Linked DNA regions of Danio rerio: region 2 is linked to region 1. The links are chromatin contacts, called in public HiChIP or PLAC-seq maps. All regions are on one chromosome and are shown on one strand. Each heading gives the region's core, a stretch centred on a gene start, on an enhancer-like site or on the middle of the called end of the contact. The rest is flanking DNA. Distances are from core to core; before and after follow the strand shown. Region 1 holds the start of phactr4b (phosphatase and actin regulator 4b). Region 2 holds the start of serinc2l (serine incorporator 2, like).

Region 1 (4,811 bases), core at 1,118-3,617:
CATCTGACCACGTCAACTGCTGAGGTTATCTCATAACTCGATTTCACCTGACTCATTACGCTATACGTTACAAGTTGAAAAGTTCAGTCCTGACACTAGTGTGACACTGCACTTAGCCATGAGGATCATTACAATAACCTATTTAGACACATGCAAATAAAAATGATGACTTTTTCTTTTTTTATGTGTATCAATCTCACACAGCTGTTTTCTCAAATTACTGATTTATATATGTAGCCTATTTGAGAGTTTATTACTTTAAAACCCAACAGTTAAATTTATCAATTGAAATGAGTGTAGTTAACACAAAACTTCTGTAAGTTAATTCTACTCTTTTGAACTCAATGTTGAAGGTAAGGAGTGAATGAAGTGATTAAGTAAGTGTTGATTGAGCATTAATATTGTACACCTGCTACCAGTTATCTCATTACTTCAACTTAAATGGAGTAGGTTCACAGTACTCATTATAATTAGTTTTTGAACTCAAATGGTTTGTAGCAATTGGTTTCCTCAAACAATTTGAGTTGCCTTAACTAATTGAGTTTTACAGTACTCAACTGGTTTGAGTTATCTTAATATATAGTGTAAAACAAAAAAAAATAATTAAAGTAACTCAAACCATTTGAGTAAACCAATCTAATTGCAACAAACCATTTAAGTTCAAAAACTAATCCTACTGTGAACCTAATCCGTTTGAGTAAACGGAAGTTTAAGCACAGTAAAACCTGATACATGAAGAGAACTCAAACCAACTGAGCACTGTAAAATCCAATAAGTTAAGGAAACTCAAATTGTTTGAGGAACCGATTGCTACAAAACATTTGAGTTAAAAAACGAATCTATATGAAAATCATGAACTTACCCGATTTAAGTTGAGGTAATGAGGTATTTAATTAACTCATTACCTTTAACACTGAGTTCAAAACTTTTTTCAAATGAGTAGAATTAACATTCAGTAAATTTTAAGTTAACTACACATTTTATTTGACAAAGTTGACTGTTGGGTTTGAGGTTTTGCTGTTCTCAAATAGCTTTGTGTACTCAAATGGAGTAAGTTCACAGTACTTATTGGGATTAATTTTTAAACTCAAATAGTTTGTAGCTATTGGTTTTCTCGAACGATTTGAGTTGCTTTAACTTATTGGGTTTTACAGAGCTCACTTGGTTTGAGTTATCTTAATACACTGGGTTTTACTGTGATCAAATTGTTCTGTGTACTCAAATGGATTAAGTTCACAGTACTCATTTTGATTAGTTTTTGAACTTAAATGGTTTGTTACAATTGGTTTCCTCAAATGGTTTGAGTTACCTTAACTTTTGGGTTTTACAGTGTAGCTATTTATTAATTTGTTTAATTTGTATTAACCTCACCATTTTGTGCACAATGTATTTAGTACAAGTCTATTCTTGGTTTAATTTTGGAGGCCGCCACTCAGAAATCATTCTCAATGTTCAGTTGTGACCTGTATTTGTTTTTAATGTATTTGATTGGCATAAGTCAGAAACCTTAACCTGGAGCTATAAAACCAATCTGCTGCATCTGACACCATTGATGTGTTGTTAATCTAATGTAAACACACCAATCCTATGAAAAAAATATATTCAAAAGGCTGATGGCCCGATGTTGTTTTTTTTTTATCTTCTGTGGGTTATGGATAATATATGGCAATTCTAATAGTTTATTACATTTTATTTGACTTTTGGAAATCACCAAGGGACCTCCTGTTATTGTCCCGTGACCCCCACCTTGGGAACCCCTGACCCCGACACAGACCAACTAAAAACTTTCATAGTAGATCGACTTTTTTATATTTTTTTAGGCTACTTCTTGTACTCGTGAATCACCATTGTAGGCTAATCCTCTTGAGTTCTTAACACGTAGCCTACTTTATAATAAAGGTCCTTTCATTATATAGTTCTTAAAAAGGTTAAAACGATTGTCCCATTCAGCAGTCTAACTTCTGTCGTTATCCCAATGTTAGCAAATACAAGACAGACACTCCAGTATTTTACACCAGCTACTATCTTTTCTGTGCTACGCTTTACTTTATATAAAAATATCGTGAGCAATATAATAATGATCTATCATTAAATGTGAACGATAATTCACAACACACTGGGTATTTATTAACAAACATACAATATGTGATTGTGAACTTCGAGGTAGAATGGGCTGCATTGGTTCGTTTCCCCTGCAGCGCCTCATGGGAAATGTAGTTAACTGTTTTGAGCCGTAAAATTGAGCCGGACGGACATGCTTCAACATAAAAACTACAATTACCACATACCTATTCCTCGCGTTTCCGGTATCTTTAGCAAAAGTTTCAATGGGGGCTGGAAAAAGAGAGTCAGGAAAAAGTATCCGTGTTGTTGCGTACATGAAGTGAAACTACTCTGGGGGAAGAGGAGGGCCAGTGCCTTACACGTAATAGGGGAAGGTAAGATATGTTACCTATTAACCAGATAACGCACGCGCAGGTTAAACATGTCGCATTGCAAAGAAAGTTGTTTCCATGCAAATCTCAGCTTTCTGTTATGTTTTAAGTGTTATGCACAAATGCAATTGTGCACATTCAGCACTTTATTCTGGCATATGCTGTTCGTTAATAAACACCGCCAGACGTGTGTTTAATTATAATGAGAATAACACTGCGTCAGTACTTCTTGTGGTTAAAGTTGTATTGGCGCTGCGCTCATCGTGATGCTCCCCATCATCTCTGCACGCTCGCGTTCCGATTTTCCCAACATTCAGTGCATGCAATGACCACAACGAACCGTGCATGCATTTTCCCTTTAGTCTGGCGTTTATTTGCCTGATTTACACTAAACCTTTAACGCATCAGAGAAAATTAGGATGATTAGCTGACTTCCCGGCTGCGCGCTAGGGATGCATGTTTACGAATCCGTATTTGTGCGCGGTTTTCCAAAGGGAGAATAACGTTACATGGAGAAGCAAAAAACACCCCACGCTTTCTGCTCGTTTTGGTGTCCGTTCGTGATAGCGATGAGGAGTTCGCGCGTCTGAGCATTTCGCATCCACCGCCTTTTCCCTTTTATCCATTGTTACTCAAAACCTAATGTTTACGAAATGTTTACGAGAGCCGGTGTGTGATTCTGATCACATACAGAGAGACTGATCTGTTCAGCTTGGGTAACGTCGAGGAAGATCTCGCATCCCCAGAGCATCTGATTTGTTCTTTGTGCACGAGGACTCAAATCAGCAGCTCGGGGCTCCACCATAGAGCATCAGTCATTCAGTGCTCGAGTGCAGCTCTGATTTCTCTGCTGCGCGCGAGTGAAAGATTGAGATGGATTGCCGCTTGCAAGGTAGGGTGAAGGACAGTTGTTTAGCTGTTTTAATGTAATTCAGTAATATTGGTAGTACTTGTGGCGAACGCATCTTACTCGCACTGAACTGCTACCTCAAGAAAAACGCGAGAACGTGTGAAATCTGACAGAAGGGTTCAGTTTTTGGGAAACAAACACTAAGCAAAGAAGGCACTCGGTATAAAATGTGTTTTATTAACTTCTTTAAGTGTTAGGAGCATTAACTTGAATTACCACACCAAATTATATAAGGTTTAACTAGGCTATTAAGGTTTAAGGTTTATTCAGAGCAGTTAACATGAAGATTTTATGGTTTCTAGATTAGTTTTTTTCTCTTTGCATGCCCTGTAGGGACCCTGGTTAAAAGTCTGGTTCTAAATAATGTTATGTATGATAAAATGCTATGTTGTGATGTACACATGGAGATTTCACATCTGTTTGAAATCTTTAGTGTAAAAATGAGTATCTTTTCATAAATCTAAGGATTAGGAAATGTGTAGATGTTGAAGAGATGCACTCTAAAACAAAGATCAGCTGTTAATTTACTGATGCTTAGACTTTTCCATGACCTAGTTTTTAAAATCTTAAATATGCTTTTTAGCTGAAACTGTGATCCTTGTTGATTTGTAATACACAAGTGAGAAGTTACATGTCAGTAAAACACAGACAAAACTAAATTAATGAGAGTAGAGCACCAAGATAGCATCGTTATGCCCTGAGTGTCCAGATTTTGTGAACTTTTTCCAATCTCCACATTTGTATCCTGTCTGATTACTGTCCTAGTGTCACATTAAAAGGCAAAAAAGCACCAAAAATGTAAAGGGATAGTTCACCTAAATGTAAAGTATCATCCCTCCGCTTGTTCCAAGACTTTGTGAGTTTTCTTCTTTTGTTGAACAAATCAATTTATTTATCTATTAAATAATGTTGTAGACCTGTTGCCATTGCCTCCCCAGTTTTCTGCAGGGTTTTAAAATAAAGTCAGAAACCACTGTACTAATTTGTTTCATTTTTAATAGATCTTACTCAAAATTCATATCCTGTTTTGTATTTATTTGCTTTGCTTCTAAATATAGAGTTGTCCACTATCTTCCAAAATTTCAGTATTGATTCAGATACTGAAGGAACAGACCTTCTGTTGTGAGCATTTAGTTCCCTATGGGAAGTAAAAGTTGCTGCTTTTGTGTGTGAAGCAAAACAGGAATGTAGTTTCAAACCTGATCTCATTAGAAAATCTAACTTGAAGCTGCCAGTGTTTTAGAAATGTGTGTAATTTGGTCCGTACTAGGGACACTCATTTTAACGGATTAACCATGAACCGAAAAAATGCATTTTTAACAAATAATGGTACCAGTTAAATGGTTAAACATTATTATTTTTGTAGTATTATTTTTATTTTATTACTTTGCTGCATGAATGTGCAACGCTTATTTGTTAACTCGCCAGGCGTTAACAGACGTATTTTGCCAAGTAAGCAAAACAAA
Region 2 (4,811 bases), core at 1,610-4,109, 190 kb before region 1:
TCTCCAGCAGTGTTTATAAATGAAGGTACTTCTTTAGGATACTGGTTTTACACAGACGTAATAGGCTCTATAACGTCATGTCTAATGATCTGGAACAAATTCATGAGCTTTAGAGATAATCAGCCAACTCTTCTGCTAGAAATAAAACATACGGATAAAAGATTATCAGTGGACAATTATGAATCAGTTTACTTTTTCAGCTATCGCATTAATTTTAATTTTTCTTTTTCTTTTAAATGCAGGTTTGTGATATCACTGTTATTAAAGATACAAATATATACTATATGCAGTTGAAGTAAGAATTATTAGCTCCTCTGAACTATTAGCCCCCTTGTTTATTTTTCCCAAATTCTGTTTAATGGAAATAAAATAAAAAAAATTATGAAGTAAAATAAGAACACATGTCTGAACATAATAGTTTTAATAACTAATTTCTAATTACTGATTTATTTTATCTTTGCCATGATGACAGTAAATAGTATTCTACTAGACACTTCTGTACAGCTTAAAGTGATATTTAAAGGCTTAACTAGGTTAATTAGGTTAGGCAGATTAGGGTAATTAGGTAAGTTATTGTATAACAATGGTTTGTTCTGTAGACTATCGAAAAAATTTTCTTAAAGGGACTAATAATTTTGACGTTTAAGTGGTTTTAAAAAAATAAAAACTGCTTTTACTCTAGCCAAAATAAAACAAATAAGACTTACTCCAGAAGACAAAAATATCATCAGACATACTGTGAAAATTTCCTTGCTCTAACATCCTTTGGGAAACATTTAAAATAGAAAAACTAATAGGGGGCAAATAATTCTGACTTCAACTGTATGAACATATATATATATATATATATATATATATATATATATATATATATATATATATATATATATATATATACTGTATGGATTTAAATATAACATATTTAAATATAATAATGCAACAGTGCTTTCATTTTACAATAAATATATTAAAGTAGCCATCATGTTACAATGTTACAGCTGAAATTGATCTGACAGCAGTATAAAAGCCCATGGGTGTTCATGTAAAATCGTTTATTGGACACACTCGTCTCCTCATGTCTCACATCTGTGATCTGTCATCATCAAATAGCGCAATTGCCCAGTTTTACTGAGAACAATCTAATCGGTGCACTTTCATTTGTTCAGGATTACATTACCCTTATGTCATTATAGTCGAGGGTGTCCATTCTCTCGGTATGTCATTATTATATTATTTATCTACAGTGAAATGAACATTTAAGGCAAAGCCTTAAATAACGTGTCAGTGTTTTACCTTTGGTAAGAGTGATAATGAATGGATTCAATGCACTGTCACAAGATTATGCTCATGCTGAGCTCAAATAGCATATAGAGAGAAGGCGAGAACTCACCAGCGCTAGAGCCAGAGATCCACAGTTCCTGACTGATGCGGATTATTCTCGTGTACTGATATACCAATGCTGCTTTTTCACGGCAGACGGCGTGTTTTGAAAGCACCTGCCACAGTCCGAAGGTTTGACAACATCTCGACTCCCGTTTGCGATCGTGATTTCTTTCTGTGGAATAACTGACAGGAGCAAAGAGGGCGATACCATTCGTTTATTAGTAGGGGAGACCGTGCGCAACAGCGAGAAGGTTCAGGGAGTCAAACTTGTAATTTTACACAAGCATCGCGTCAAAACAATCAAAACGGGCCAAGCAATAATTTATTTATTTTTTATCCTTAAATATGCATGTTTGTCCTCAAATCAACAAGTCAGAAAAAAGCCCTCTGTGTTATAAAAATTATGTTTACTGCAATAATAAAATGTTGACTCTATTCCCTTAGTACAGTCAAATGTCTTGAAAACAACCCAGTCAGATTAACATAAATGTCAGTGTAAGATTACATGCAATTATTTCTAATAATAAAGAAAAGAAAAGAAAAAAGAAAAAAAGAAAAAAGAAAAGAAAAGAAAAATACCCACTATGGCATCCGCAAACTGTATAAATCAAGTGACCCACCTTGCAATACTTAAATTATTGACTGGAATTAGTTTTTACAAATAATTATGGTAATTTCAAGGTTATTGTGAAAGATATGATTATACTAATGTGAGATCTATTTCACAATTGTTGCTATACTCACAGACTTTGTGTCACCTGTACGTTTATGGTCATCTGTCATTCTTATCTAAATACATCGTGTTACACGTTCATAAATTCAATACCATTTACACTCCACGGTTTATTACAATAAGTAAACAAGAATGTAGGTTAATTACTTCTGCTTGTGAAATCTGGCCTACTTCAAAAGATTACCATAGGCTATTTATAATCAGTAAATACTATCATCTATATTAATTAAATGTAATTGTCATAGAATTAAATTATTTAAAATTAACTTAATTGTTTTAACAGGAGTAGTACAGTTTACTAATCACACTATGAATTACACATGTTTCAAAATAAAGGTTTTAAGTAAAGTTAATTTAGTTTAACGATTCGAAAAACTACCTTTTTCTTTGGGTATTTAAATATTGTTTCTCACATTATTGTAAAACATAAAAATTGTTTATTTTATAAATATGTTTAGGCGACGTAGAATTTTATACACTCAACAATGAACACTTGCATTTAACTAACTGATTATTTTTTAAGAATTTAAAACTACATTGAGCTAAAATATATTATTTCATTGGTTTGAGGAATTGAAAACATATTTGTGTAGTATATTACAAAGATTTCTACAGTCAGGTTATAGAATTTAAAAGCGAACAGTTATGTAGCATCGTGCTGTTTTAAATCTGAAGACTTTTATTATGAAATTGGTGGAGTTGCCATTTTTTATATGTACCTTCACATACGGAACGACTTGTCAGAACTGAAGAAATATCTCACACTGTAATTGTTTGTCAGTTCATCCTCGGAAGATTTGGAGTCGTTTATTAATTTTTTCTAGTACAAAATGGGAGCATGTATGGCCTTATGTTCTCTTGCGAGCTGTGTAAGTATTCGGTTCATTTCCCATGCTAATTGAGCTAACGTTACCTTAAGACAGCTTTGCTAAATCGTTAACTGAACAAAAATACAGAATGATAAGATTAAGAAAACGTATTATAAAAATAACGTAATAAACGTCCATACTTAATAGAAAATGTGTGGTTTTGAAGAGCTGTTCGTTGTAAAACGGCAGGACACGGAAGTGTGTTTATATTTACATTTTATTTAAATATGTTTTTGTTAACTATTATAATTATGGAAACCGTCAGCTTTCATCTGACATTATCGCTAAATCGGTAGACAGAAAATACAGACTGATAAGACGTAATATAACGAAACAATAACGAAATAGACGACCACAGAATATAATATAAATTGTTTGGTTTTGAAGAACGTCGGAAGTGTGTTAACATTTACTTGTAGCAAGTCTTTAGCATTGGTCTTTCATAACGTACTGAATAGTAATGGCTTGAATACCATTACAGCAACCAACATCAGTCAAGACAAATCCATGTTTATGACACTGGGTGTACTTAGAAATGTAGAAGTAACGTTAGTGTTTTGATGATTAGTTCATATCAGGTTAAACAGGTTTTAAACGCTTAACGTTAGATTTCGTAAATGAGAGTAACACATTTTAGCTGTAACCTTGCCCATTTTCCATGGACAGAAATGCAAACAATGAATTAGTTTTAGTATAATAGTGCTCTGATCTATTTCTAAGGTAATGTTATTACGCAAAAGTTATTTTTGAAACAGAGAGTATGTTATAATAGCTATTGTGTAATATGCGTTTTTTCCAACACCAATGTTGTTTATTGGAAAAAGATGATGAAATATGACATTACAGGAAACCATCCTAGCTTAAATATTACCAGAGTGAACTACTTTTGTATGCTGATTTTTAGGATCAAGGTTTCCACATAACTATTGTAAAAACATCTTAAGTTTCATCAGTTAGTAGATTTAGTTTTTATTTGGAATCCTTGATATGCTGCTTGACCTACTTTCTCTTGCTGTTTATTTCACAGAATCTCTACAGTTCTTGTTTTATTACCGCACTCAAATATAGCCAAAAATGTTCCCTCCAATTTATATTACAGTTACTGATTACAGTAAAAGCAGTGTTTTCAGCATGTATCATTTGTGCCAGTAAGATTCACCTTTTCTCATATCTTCTCTGAGCAGTCTAGAATCCTAGTTACTTGTTCAGTCATAGAGCTTTTGACAAATCTGAGTAACAATGGCATTTTTTGTGATTCTTGGACATCAACGTTGTGTGTTCAGCTGACCAACCATTCCTAGCATGAGTAACAGTCACAGTGAATTTCCTTACTTTAACTTTTATAAAGAATGCATGACTGCATTTATGGGGTCAAAGTCTTAAGCAGTAATTTCCAGACTGTTTCTTGCCTAATTGAAGTCAACAAACCCATCTTTAGTCTTCTCTGTCTGTACATATTAATTCATAAATGTCATTAAAAGGCAATCCAAGATAACAATATTCTATTAATTTAAAGTAATGGACCCTGATCATTATCAGAAAAACTTTCCAGAGTTTTGGTGCTAAAGTCTACTTCTTTTGGCAGCCTATATTATTCTAGCTACTACCAGAGGTCTACACCTGACAAAAGTATTGTGGTTGATCACAGTTGTAAAAGCAACAAATAATAACTTGATTTCTAGTTGATCATTTGGAAAAGTGGCAGAAAGTAGATTTTTCAGATGAATCATCTGTTGAACTGAATCCCATTCATCACAAATACTGCAGGAGACCTAGTGGAACTTGCATTAACCCAAGATTATTATAGAAATCAATCAAGTTTGGTG

The links. HiChIP or PLAC-seq counts read pairs in DNA pulled down with a chosen protein or histone mark.
Region 2: a contact with region 1 is called in an H3K4me3 HiChIP or PLAC-seq map of embryo, with 4 times the contacts expected there. The contact joins the promoter of serinc2l here to the promoter of phactr4b in region 1.

Annotation. Positions count from the first base shown.
Region 1 is chr16:37,513,685-37,518,495 of GRCz12tu, reverse strand. It overlaps phactr4b (phosphatase and actin regulator 4b), which reads left to right and starts at 2,367. Exons shown (of 15, transcript NM_200670.1): 1 at 2,367-2,438.
Region 2 is chr16:37,708,322-37,713,132 of GRCz12tu, reverse strand. It overlaps serinc2l (serine incorporator 2, like), which reads left to right and starts at 2,859. Exons shown (of 10, transcript XM_009292505.5): 1 at 2,859-2,985. The coding sequence starts at 2,947.